Linked DNA regions of Zea mays: all the other regions are linked to region 3. The links are chromatin contacts, called in public Hi-C maps. All regions are on one chromosome and are shown on one strand. The core of a region is the stretch at or near the end of the contact, and the rest is flanking DNA. Distances in the headings are between cores, read along the strand shown.

Evidence for each region. A called contact is a pair of places that touch in the nucleus more often than the background predicts.
Region 1: a Hi-C map of leaf shows a contact between it and region 3, with 2.2 times the contacts expected there. The contact joins the promoter of LOC100279194 here to the enhancer-like site in region 3. A contact is called at or near these places in 2 of 25 Hi-C or Micro-C datasets (bundle sheath and leaf).
Region 2: a Hi-C map of leaf shows a contact between it and region 3, with 6 times the contacts expected there. The contact joins the promoter of LOC103627215 here to the enhancer-like site in region 3. A contact is called at or near these places in 2 of 25 Hi-C or Micro-C datasets (ear and leaf).

What each region holds. Positions count from the first base shown.
Region 1 is chr5:170,950,842-170,955,175 of Zm-B73-REFERENCE-NAM-5.0, reverse strand. It overlaps LOC100279194, which reads right to left and starts at 1,959. Exons shown (of 18, transcript NM_001367369.1): 1 at 1,592-1,959; 2 at 1,088-1,234; 3 at 825-980; 4 at 563-685; 5 at 320-488. The coding sequence starts at 1,804.
Region 2 is chr5:170,331,007-170,335,121 of Zm-B73-REFERENCE-NAM-5.0, reverse strand. LOC103627215 (ribonuclease TUDOR 1) reads left to right here and starts at 2,097. Exons shown (of 17, transcript XR_002748364.2): 1 at 2,097-2,407; 2 at 3,438-3,603; 3 at 3,913-3,987; 4 at 4,085-4,115.
Region 3 is chr5:170,661,062-170,665,570 of Zm-B73-REFERENCE-NAM-5.0, reverse strand. No RefSeq gene overlaps it. Among protein-coding and RNA genes, the nearest start is that of LOC118472069, 35 kb to the left of the region's middle. Within about 2 kb of position 2,485, at least 17 of the 20 cell types and tissues checked have an H3K27ac peak or open chromatin away from gene starts, as enhancers often do. A contact at or near this core is called in bundle sheath, ear and leaf, where this site is marked.

The DNA.
Region 1 (4,334 bases), core at 710-3,209, 290 kb before region 3:
TCAATGGTTGAACGTGCGAGTGGTTTTTTGCAAATATACACCTAGACACGGAGGAGAGGAGCAATGAAGGGTTTTTTCGTAAAATATGTCAATCATTAATTACTGGACAAAGGGTCCAGATATAATCTGTGCATATGTGCACTAGATAGATTATGTGCATTTGATATGTTGCCCTATCTTCATATGACGTTTGTTTGGCATGATGTCGCAATAAAACACTGGCGGACAATGGGATGAAATAACGAGTACAAAATAGCTGCCACCTGACAAAAGCTCAAAGTTATTGATGTGAATACCCAAACCAGATCCCAGTGCATACCTACAGAGACTCCATTCTTCTCACTTTCAACCAAAGCTGCATCCACTATATCTTTGAGAAAGATGGGCTTGACTCCCCGCTTCACAGCATTGCACGTGATGACAAGCTTAGGCTTGCAATCGACAATCCTTTGAGCTAGCGAATCTGCTGAGAAGCCAGCAAACACAACCTGTACAAGCATGGATGTATCACAACATAGAAAAGAAAACCTAGGGTTCACAAAACAACCAATACTGCAATTACCGAGTGAACGGCACCAATGCGGGCACAGGCAAGCATGGCAATGGGAAGCTCCAGCAACATTGGTAGGTATATAATAACAGCATCACCCTTGCCGACACCAAGGCTCTTCAAGTAATTTGCAAGCTACAAGCATAAAAGACCGGCTTAGACCTGGTCATCTTCTTTGAGTCTCTGAATGCAAGTGTTGTGACATGTGTGCTAGTACACTTGCCGTTGCCAGTTTTGCTTGTGGTAAACATTTCAGACATGAGCGTGCATTTACCTGGCAAACCTTCTCCAGGAGCTCGGAATAGGTAAGCTTCCCATCCTGACCGGGCTCATTACCCTCCCAGTACATTGCAACCTTGTCGCCATTGCCAGACTCGATGTTGCGGTCAACAGCGTTGTAACATATGTTGGTTTTCCCTCCCTTGAACCACTGTACAGGACCAAGAACCATGAGACGGATCAGAACCACCATAATATACCCGTTCATATTCCAAAGGGACGCTAACGTTTAGCTAACAATCATCAAACAACACTTACGTTGATCTGGACGGGTCCCTTGGTGACATCGAGGTTCTCCGAGCAGACCTCGGCGGGGTTCCACTTCTCCTTCCAGTAAAAGGTCTCGGCAATCTCCGACCAGAACCCGGCCGGGTCCTTAATGGACCTCTCATACATCTCGCGATACTGATGCCGACCATGAAAAATCACACCAAGACCGCAATGTTATTTACATCACCAATCATCGAAAACAAAATGAGAAACAAACACCAGCGCGGACGAATTGTCGTTCCCTGTCGGACTTCCCCAACAAGCCTGATCATGGCAAACCTCTCATCTCATTCTCATGCTTGCAATTGCAAAGTTGTGCGACGCCCAAAGTGAAAAGCGCCCGAGTGCTAAAGCAAACGCCTTTAGTCTAGAGCAAGCCGCTGATTGGATAAAAAAAAGACTCGATTTTGCATTTGCCTTCAACAGCACAAGAATCAACAAGCCGCAGGCGAGAGACGTCCGACGGGTACTAAGTTTCGGTTTTGCACACACCTGTTTCGGAGAAGAGACGAGGGCGCTGGCAGAGAACTCGGGGCTGGGGACGATGAGGTCGTTCTCCTCGGCGGCGAGCGACTCCCCGAGCACGACGGCGTTGATCCCCGAGATCTTGCCGGCGCCGGAGGGCAGCTCCGACATGGACTCGACGTGGCGGAGCTTGTCAGAGGGAGCGCCCTCTGCCGGCTGCTGGCCGTTGGCCGTGCCCATGGCGGTGGCTGTCGACGGCGGCTCGCGAGCAGGGGCGGGAGAGGCGGCGAGATCCGGGCGGAGGTCTGGGAGGGGGGCGTCCGTCAGCGACGGCTACCGCTGGACTCTCTTTTTATAAAACGGCGATGGCCGGTCGATCTCTGCTGCTGCTAGCGCCAGTGCTACCGGCCGAGTCCTTCGTGTTGACTTTGTTTTTCCGTCACGAGATGATTGAAAATAATAATGCAAGAGCTTTGAATGGTAGTACGCACTGTATTTCTTTGGTTTCGACGAGCGTACAGGATCATCTTTCTTCTTCTCTTCATTCTTTTTTACAAAGGGTTTACATGCCTTATTGACAGAGTCACACAGGGTACGATTTGTCGATTTACTTGTATTTTCTAAAATGTACAGATTGTTAAGGTTCATTTGTGTTCCTTCCAGCTAGTAGTTGGGGGTAATAAAACTCAACTTTTATGTCACTGCGTTGCTTTCCTGGTGGTTGCTGATTAGTGGATCTGCAACCACGTTGGATTGGGGAACCCAATCTTTCTGATTAGATTTCCATATCATATTCGTATCCCCGGCTGGGTGTGCACACGAGCGACGCGAGGGCCGAGGGACACCGAACAGGCAGCAATTCTATATTCGCCATTAGCGTGAAGCGGCCGCGATAAAACGAAGCTCACGTTGCATCCAGACCACATGTCCACATGAGCGGTAGATGCAGCGGCCGGAAGCATCGCGCTCGTCACTCGCGCGAACAGCTGACAGGCGGCTAAGCGGCCGGCCCTGTCCGCCTGGCTTTCGACACTATCTATAGCTGATCGGTGCACCTGATCGGTCGCTGTAGCTGTAGGGCCTGCAGGTGATTATTTGGGAGTCGTAGGTTGCAAAAGGCATTGTGATGTGTTCGTTGCAGCGGCGTGCGACCGTGACTTGGCAACATCTGTTCGCTCATGTTCATGATAGTATTTGCAACAAATTTTGTCTATAAACCTAAGGATTTGCAATGTTTTTGTACATTGTTATCAACTAAAACGGGTCATTTGTATATCTTCATTTTGAAAGAATTAGAATTTATTTCATAAATAGGTTATTTGGTTTGGAATTTGTCATTGCACCACTTTCCAAAGTTTAGATATTTGTCATTGCACCAGACCGTACAATCCAACTATTCATGTGAGATCATACTAAGTGTGTCTGTAGTGTGGTCGCCGTCTTGTACTAGACATGCAACATTTAGAATGATATATGCAACATTTTGATCAAAAGCTCAATAGTGAAAATGTCGGAAGCAGTCTGAGAGAGGTTATCTCGGAGACCCACTTATGTATGGAAAAGGTCAAGTGCTATCTATAGAGTTATCTAACTGAGAGCTTGGCTCTTGCGAAGACATCTTTGTGATAGGCTCCAACAAGTAATAGGGGAAAGTCGTTTGCTTCTTGATACCTTGGTAAAAGTATGGTGATGTCGAATAAGAGTTTCTATCTCTATCGGTCTTTAGATTCTGTATTTATATTGTGTATCTTAGAGTGTGCTTTACCTTCCTAGATTAAGGACTTTTTGGTTCAGATGTAAATTCCTGGAAATTTGATTCTAGGCGTGAGAAAGTTATTGTGAGTTGACGATTGTGAAAAACTGAAATTTATTTGGTTGAAACAACTCTTAACTATAGATTCTATAAGAACATGAAAGTTTGTAATATGAATGACATGAATCTAGAAAATCTGGGGTAGAAGGTGATTCTGAATTGAACTAGTGAAATATGTAGTTTTTTAGGAATCTATTATCTTGTTGTACCCATTTGATTGAGATTCTAGATTTTTGGCAGCAAATCGATTCAAAAAGCTGAACCAAACACACCCTTAGCCGATAGGATTGAAATCTAGTTTGCATTACTCTTTTGTATAAATATAAAAATACACCTAGTAAACTTTAGGGGTATTTGGTTTCTAGGAACTAATTTTCAGTCCATCCATTTTATTCTATTTTAGTCACTAAATTAACAAATATGGAAACTAAAATAGAGAGACTAAAAATTAGTTCTTAGAAATCAAACAGCCCCTTACTTACACATTTAAATAGTTTATTTATTGTATAATTTTTTGACTAGGTAAAAATTAGAAGTCATGGTTAGAATTAGAGTTTTAAGTTGTCTAATTTGCGTTTCTTAGGTGCCACACGGTCCCTCCAAAAATCAATGATCTGATATGGATGCTCCTATTTTTTGGGATTAGTATAGAATTGGCGGCACTAATTAGTAGGGGACAGTTGAAAGAGAGTATGTTGTGGATGGTTTCCAACACGTCGAATCACATTTTTTACATACTACAATGAGGTCTAATGTGGATTTTCTAAATAGGAAAAGAAAGACAAAGAAATTGGATGTATAGATCAGGCATATGCATAGCTAAAGCTTCATACAAAAAAAAAACGATATGCTTTCAACAATTTTATGTCCTATGAAATCAACAATCAATATTCAAACAGGAAAACATAGGTCTCAAGGATAAGAGTTGGCGTTGTATGTTTGAGTTCTAGATCCTGT
Region 2 (4,115 bases), core at 848-3,347, 330 kb after region 3:
TGTATCATGTAGTCTCTTAATTGTCTCTTATACTTGAAAAACCGATCCAAAGGCAGTGAGGGTTGTATATGCACTTAGACAACTTACCTATGTACTGTCCTTTTACATTTAAAAAAACTCGACTGTGGGGGGCTCATGTGAGAAATGACCGTGACCCATGGAGCCTTAGACTTGTGCTTTAGTGTGGAACGGACGAGTGGGTTTTTTAACACGGTCTGAAATTCGCTCACACATAAAGTTAAACCCAGGATCTGAGGAGTGCTACTCAAACCAGCTAACCAACTCAGCTAGTGTCATTTTCGCGTCATTTTACATTAAAGATACCGACAATTCTGTTCTCAATATGTCGATCATCATTTATTCAATGAATAGTAACAGACATGCATGATTTTCTTTGGCATGAAGTCCATGTATCCATGGTTGCGCTAAACCTATAGTGGATAGTTTTTATGCATGTATATAACTTTTCCTCTTTTTTTTCAAGCATTTTTCTATTGGTTCCTTTTTAATATAGTGACACAACCCTTGATTGAAAAGCTAATCATAAAGATTTAATGAAATAAAAAATCTTCATGTTTAACTATATTAAAATAATATGCATGATTATTGCCGGATTAAATTTTCTTAAGCTAACTTCATGATTTTACTTGTAAGGCGCTCAATATGAGTAATGCTTTTTACCTACATAGATATATTTTCAACTCTAAGCTCACTAGACAATGCGCTGATTTTAGATGATTATTAAACCAGTTGTCCATAGTTTTCTGCAATTCTATTGGTTTGTTTGCAATTTGGAAAATCACAATATTCCCAAATCTGCTCATACTTCTTCCCATTCACTTTAAGCCTTTAACTATCACCTTTTTCTTAGTAAACTAATTTTAAATACCAGATGCGACCCTTTAAACCTCATTCCAGTAAGGGTAACTTTCTTTTGCTCTTCATCTCTATTCATCCATCAATAACAACCACCGTATGTGCAGTTTCACCATTTTTCCTTTTAGTAGTTCCGTTGGTGTCTACAATTGTCATAGAAGAACCTTCTCTGATGTTGCTGCTGCACTTGCACTAACACTCACTGCAAATTTGATTTTCAGGTCTCTTATTCTTAGGTCTTGCCGAGACGAAGAGTAAATTTTCAATCATTTTCTTTTATAAAGACTAGCACAATATAAATTGGAGCATTAAGAGCATCTCCAATAGTTATGTAAATTTAGCATCCTGAAATATAGATTTAAGAAGTTGCTAAATCAGTTTAAGTAGTAGTAAAATGTGTGTGCTCCAACAGTTCTCTATTTATTGGTTGCTAATTTTTAAAATTATCCACGTCAACAAAAAAAAGTGAGTATGCTTTCTATTTTTAATTGAGCTAGTACATCAACAACCTTCGATAATGTCTTGAAAGTTCGAAGTTGTCGATGGAAGACCAGAAGGTCGCCGCGGCAACGGCATGAAGACAACACATGACACTAGAGATAGATTTGTGCTAAACGGAATGGTGGGACGACGCAAAACAGTGGCCGAAATATGGTTTTCGCGACAGATTTAGAAATTTAGATCAAGCAATAATCTAAAATAAATGCCTAATAATATGTTTATGAATTATTATAATCTAGATATATGTGATGTTTATGTCTATTACCTTATTTGTGTTGGCCTAAGTATGAATTGCGGCATATAGGTTTGGGTTCAGAGTTAATACAACATATCCCGTATTTTCAGAATACATAAAAATGAACGGATAGAGGCTAAACGTTTTAAAATGATTCACATTTGTCATCCTATTTTTTGGTCCATATTTTAAATTTGTCTGAAAATAAAAGCTTAAGGGCCACTATTTTCTCATGAGATTCTCAATTTCCCAAAAAAATGAATTAATTTCTTTTTAAAAACAGAAATTTTTCGAAAAAATGGAGTTGTTACTGGCACTAAATAGATAATGTAGAAAACAATACGAACGGGACGGGAATTATCGCCATCACTCTGATCCATGTGGCGTCTACTCACTTTTCTTACACCGAAACAAACTATACGCTTGGATCTCGCGTCTCGCCCGACAAACTATACGCCCAACTGCCAAAGCGAGCGAGCGGCCCTCGTCGAGTCCATGCATCTATGACGCGGGCGCTGGGCGCACGCGGACGGGACCGCAGGCGAAAGCCAAAACCGGCCTGCTTCCTCACACCTCACACCTCACACCTCGCCTGGGCGACTGGCGTCGCGCCCTCTATAAACCACCACTCTTCTCCCCCACAGCACTCTCTCCCTCCCATCCCCTCCCTCGTCGTCTCGCCACTCGCAACACCCCAAAAACCTCACGGGCTCTCGACCCCTCGCGCTCGCCTCGTCGCCACGCCGGCGTGAGGGGCGCCCACCCCCGTGCCTATATAACGCTGCCGGAGCGGAGGTACTCGTCCCTCTTATCCCGTCGCCCAGATCTAATTCTGTTTAACGCCTTCGTCTCCGCGGCGTCAGGGCGATCCCGCCGAGGTCAGGTTAGCTCCTGCCCCTTGATCCGATGCGCACGTTTGGGTTCGTGGCGGCTTGGGTGCGTTAGCTCGCAGATCTGGGCGTTTAGGACCGCTCCTCACCCCGATCTATGCGCTGTGGCTGTGGCCCGCGGTTGATTCGACGCTGTGCAGCCTGCTCCCATCGGTGTCCGCTCGCCGAGGCTGGAATTCTCCGAGATCGCACGTGTTTATGTTGTGCCAGTGTCAGATCTGCTCATGCGTGGACGGTCGCAGCTCTGCATGTCTGTTCCTGTTGCTCGGCGCAGAGGGTAGATTTAGCGCTTTTGGATTTGGATTTACGCCATCTCTGCGCATTGCTGAGCTGCTCTGCCCGCGCTTTTGCGCTGTCGTAGAAAGGTGTCTGGGTTGGGTTTGCGTGACCTCTGGCGTGTGTGGCTGGACTTTTGCGCGTATTGGGGGCTAGCTGTGGGCCAAATCTTCCGTGTACAAATTTTTCCATGTTTCCCTTTAGAGAAACCTGCTCGTGCTGAGTAATTCCTGTGTAAAGATAAAAGCATGATGTCATGGACTGAGATAAAAGCACGATGTCATGGACTGGCACCTGTGCGCTTGCGCTTTACATTCTTGCCGCGAGCTTACTGATGATATTTCAGTTCCCCTTTCCATAAGTGAAACAGCTCCTGCCGTGTTGGTTTTAATTGTTTGACAAGTGGACTGACTGGTGTCGTCTGATCATAAAATATGATTAGCGGAATACTTTATATTCAAAGGGAAATATTTCATGTGAAAACTGAGATTGTTCCACTTAAATCTCATATATTTTCTGTTTTCGCTATCTTAGCTACTTATGAAAGGTAAAAATCGCAAATATAGGAAAAATGTGAGTTGCCAAATATGATAGGAAACAAAACTTAGGTTAGGTCACACCATCTAATAATAAATGACCATCTTTCCTTTTGATTGCAGGGTATAAGCTGGTATCATGGCGTCCAGCGCAGTAGCACCAAGATGGTTAAGGGGTAAGGTGAAGGCTGTGACATCTGGGGATTGTCTTGTAATTATGGGGTGCACAAAGGCTGAGATCGAACCTGAGAAGTCCATCACCTTATCCTACCTTATGGCCCCAAGGCTGGTAAGATCAAGCTGCACTTGATGAATTTCCTTGTCGGTAATGAGCAATATTTGTGGCCTTTTCACAGTTTTTATTTGTTTCATGAATCAGTAAATCATTGGGTTGCTCTAGACAAACTAGGTTATTAGGTTGAGGTTATGCTTGAGGACTAATGAATGCGGGCAATTCTCAAGTTTTTTTGGTTGCATTTTGTTACTAAATTTTGCAGTTGGAACTATTTACTGAGTATCAATTGTAGCTTCTTGACAATTGACATTCTTCTCATTTCTCTAGTTTTCATTTTTCGCTTGTTTATTCATGGTGCTATAGGCTCGTCGTGGTGGAGTTGATGAGCCGTTTGCATGGGAAAGCAGAGAGTTTCTGAGGAAGCTCTGCATAGGGAAGGTGCTACATTTGAACTTCATATCTTCTCCGAGCTCTCATATCATTCATTGTATTCTTTTTTTTTTGACACTGCAAAATTATAATCTCCTGTTAACAGGAGGTCACATTCAAAGTGGATTATACAGCTC
Region 3 (4,509 bases), core at 1,236-3,735:
ATAGTATGCGCTCAGCAGGAGCATTTATTACAGCATAATCAAATAAATGTTCTTCGAGAAATAAAATTGCTATGGAAATAAATGTGGAGCTAATGGCTGATAACGTGATCAACTACAGGAGATCATCAGTATCGAAATCGAAGTCGACTTTGCCTAACGGAGCATCGTTCTTAGTTGTGGCATCAACATTTATGGCAGCATGCTCAAACTGTGCAGCAGGCTGAGGCAACTCAAGGTGCTCTCCAGTTGTGGCGTCTACAGGCGCCTGGATAAAGTGAGCCTCTGAGTTCTGGCGTTTCTTCCATTCCTGATATATGTCAATCAGGTATTTCTCAGTGGTGCATGTACGGGACCAGTGTTGCTGAGACCCGCACCTAAAACATCCTTCGCCAGCATGCATTGAGGCACTTGCATCGCCCTGCTGGGGGTTGCTTTTGCCTTTGCCTCTGCCTCTGCCACGACCATTGTTGCTGCTACTGCCGCTGCCATTCTGTGGCTGCTTCTTAAAAGTTCCCCTTGTTGGCCCCTGATTATTGCGGCGCCCACGACCCCTTCCTCTGGAGGAGCCTCTCTTCCCCTGAGACGGGAAGTTTGCATGTACTTCTGGTACGGCCGCAGCGCCGACAGGACGCTTCTGGTAGTTTTGCATCAGGAGCTCATTCTGAGCCTCTGCGCCAAGCAACATGTTGACGAGCTCACAGTACTTCATGTACTTGTTGTTTCGGTACTGCTGCTGAAGCACCATGTTGGAGGGGTGAAAGGTCTGGAGAGTTTTCTCAATCATCTCTAGGTCTATGACTATCTGGCCACAGAAACGTAGCTGAGCAACAATGCGATGAATGACAGTGTTGTAAGCCTCCACAGTCTTGAAGTCGAGGAAGCGGAGTGTGGCCCATTCCTGTTGCGCCCGTGGAAGCATCACATGCTTCTGCACACCGAAGCGCTCCCGCAGCTTCGTCCACAGTATTAGAGGGTCTTTCACCTCCAGATACTCCATCTTCAGGTCTGGATGGATGTGGCGTCTGAGGAAGATCGCAGCTTTTGCCTTCTCATGAAGCTGCAGGCCAATGTCGTTGGGGCTTAGCCGAACGATCGCCTTTCCCAGCTGCATCGCCTCCAGATGAAACTGGCAGTCGTCAGCCCAGGTCAGATAGTTCTTGCCATTCAGGGCAAGCTCCGCGAAGTCAGTCTTGCTGCCTTCAGCCATAGCCTGTCACGCAAAATTAACTCCAGGTTAATTAGGCGTGCCAATTATCCATAACATAAATTTAAATGGTTGTACGTGCATTATTCTATTTTAAATAAAATAGAATAAAATAATATACCAAACTTTTATAAAAAAATCATAAGCATGCATTTTTATTATTTTCAGCAGGAAATACAAAATAAATAATGCATACAAAATTAAATGTACACTAAACAATACTAATTAAATTCATCAAGAGTCTAGTGCACGTCCGGGAGGAATGGCAGTAAAAAAAATATAAAATAAACAAATGCATGCGGCATGCAAGGCAGCCCATTGCATGCGACATTATCTTTTCTCTTTTTTATTTCTCCCTAAGAAAATGTGAATCGCGCAACGGTTAGTGCATGCGGTCTTTCCACTTTTTTTTTCCTAAAAAAAAGTCAAGCGCCTATCCTTTGCATGCGGCCATGCAAGCCAGCCAAAAGCAACAGTTGCATGCGGCAGAATCTGAGCGCACCTTAGCAGCGAAGCTACCCAACTACCATGCGGTTTATGAGGCATGCAAGGAGGAACAGATGTGGCGCATGCTGCATGCCCGTGCACAAAGATCTAGTAGAGTTAGGGACGACTGATTATCTTATTTTGCGGGGCTCTTGATTTCGCAAGGTGACGACACGAAATCGTGCACCACACGCAGACGCAGTGGTGCTTTGCTTCGACTAACAGTATGTAGGGGCTCGCAGGCGATATACTCAGTGAATAGAAAATCGCAGGTCCACTCAAGATTTCATATCGTGATTCTTGATTCGACGAATGGGAACGAAGTCTGTCGCGTAGGACAGTTCGGCAAGGCCGGAGGACCTGCCGGCGTGGTGGAGAGTCGTTGCCGATCGGATCCACGAGTCGAGGTAGAGCAGTGCTGATGACGTGTTAAACAACGTAGTTGTCGCAGATCCCCGATCCGGACTTCGAACCCTCCCAATAGCAGCAGGGACGTGAGAAGTTGTAGAAGACCGCTCCCTTCCCAGCAACCCAACACAGAGAGGAACAAGAGACACAGTGGATGGAAGCTCTTTCTGTCTATATATATTATGATGGGTATGGGTACATATATATAACCTGTGTACCCCCTAAGGGCAGTTTCGGTATTAGCCCATTAAACCCCTTTTAGGGTTTCTCAACAGAAATAAAGCGATGGAAAAAATATATCCAGGTTGCATGCTCAGACATGGAAACAGCCCAGCGGTGCGGCACGCATAGGTTATGTGGGCTGGCGTTGGCAATTCTGCACTAGGGCTCTACATGGGCCTTCTCTAATGGGCTGTAGGTATTTGTTAGTTTGTGATCCTGCGAGTTGTATTGTATCCTGTCGCCCCGTGGTTTGGTTTGGTGTTCTGCTCCCGGGCCCTGACGCCGCAAGAAGCCACAAGACGAGATCGACCCGTTCCAACTGTCTGAGCTCTCTAGAGTGGCGATTACTTTAATTTGTTATCATCTTGTTTTTTTTTCGTTTTAATTGTTGGCCAGTTGCTCAATTTGTGAAGCGCAATGAACATAATAAACCAAGGATAGATCCAAAAGAAGAAAAACAAAATCTACGGCAATGCCGAAACTCCATGTACATAAAGCTCGGAATGAAATTATATATTTAACATTTGTGCATGTACACGTTAGCGAAGTGGTATTGGACTGTTGATGGAATGCAGATTTGAGGAGTTTTTGTGTGTCTATATTTATGTTCTTGCTTCTATGTTTCATAGAAAAATGAAGTATTTTGTACTGCATGAATGTGCATCTGTTGCCTGAGCGTGGCCACGGATGGCAGAGATCATGCTGGGTGCCTTCTGTGTAACTAATTTACACATTGCAAGAGGCTATGGATCCAGTGGACACAACACACATGCGTGCTTGAAGCTACTTATAAAGCTAGCACATCTTTCCCTTTCCCTTTGGCATGCAGTGCAGTGTGCAGCACCTTTTGGAAGACCGTTCCATGATCCATCGACCGGTGCTAGCTTGCTTTTGATGCGCTACATCCTACATGCGCACGCACTGATGCCTACCTGCATGCTTTGAGAGTTGAGACAGGAGCTGTGGGCAGTTGGAATCCACACCACCACCACCACCACGCTACTGCAACTTCATTCCTAGCTTAGCTGGAGTACTCAGCTTTGGAAAAGAGGCAACTGGAATTCAATTCCAAATGGATCCACACACCACCACCACTATCATGCATGCCTGCCTGCCAAGCAAAGCCTTGTGTGTCAATGTGAGTGGGAGTGTGATCCTTCATCATGAGATAGACAGCACGTCGATGGCTCTCCTCTCCAAGGATTGGCGGATGGCCTCATATATAGATTCCCATGCATGCCATGCGCGGCTACAAGCTATACGAAGAAGATAGAAAGAAAGATGGAAGCAAGCAAGCAAAGTGACGTGAAAACAAAGATGAAGAGGTGCGTGTCCATGTGGATCGATGGGGCGCGCGACAACTGACAACACTGGCCATCATCTGTTGTCCTATAGTCATGATCGATCGGGGTCCAAGTCCAAGACATGTTCAGGTGGGTCACCATGCACGACCTTGGAAAAGATGAGATCTCGTCGCCTCACTTTTGGGTTCTTTTCTCTATGCACCACCGGATCAGGATTTGTTTGTTTCTTTGTTTATTTCTGTTTGAAGAGTCGTCACCCAGTCGTCGGGCTGTGCGCCTGTGCGTGGGGGACGGGTACTTGCATTGAAAAGTAATCTTTTTTTCCTTTGCCTCCAGCTACATCTGCATCGGTAATTGGTTTAGAGCATAGTATATGATCAGTTGAACTAAATAAATGACACAAACAACATGCATCTTTTAGGTAATGTTTGGTACCAGAGGCAACTTGCTTGGGATTTAAATCTACTCAACTCAATCTATATGAACTAAGATCAAACCAAACAAGCTCTAAATTCTGGCGAAATGACCTCTATCCTAGTGGTTAAAAGCTTCCGAACAGCACCTCTCTAAGTCTCGGCCAACAGATCATGGTCAGCACCGGAATACTGTTCCGCACCGCACGGATTATCATATTTCCATCTCGATCAGCGACAGCGCCAGTGAACTCGCCTACGCCTAGGGCTAGCGGCATCATTGTGCTGAACGGACGATCGCTGCAGACTGCAGGTAGGGATGGGGTCAGCCGTCAGCGAGAGTACTACTGTTACTGCACTGTAGTACGACGAGTGCCTGGTGCGGCGATGCTTTCAGAAGCAGTGACAGGCACCTAACTAGACGCACGAGAAAAATTGGAGGGAGGAGGTCGCCTCGCTGTCGTGTGGGCGA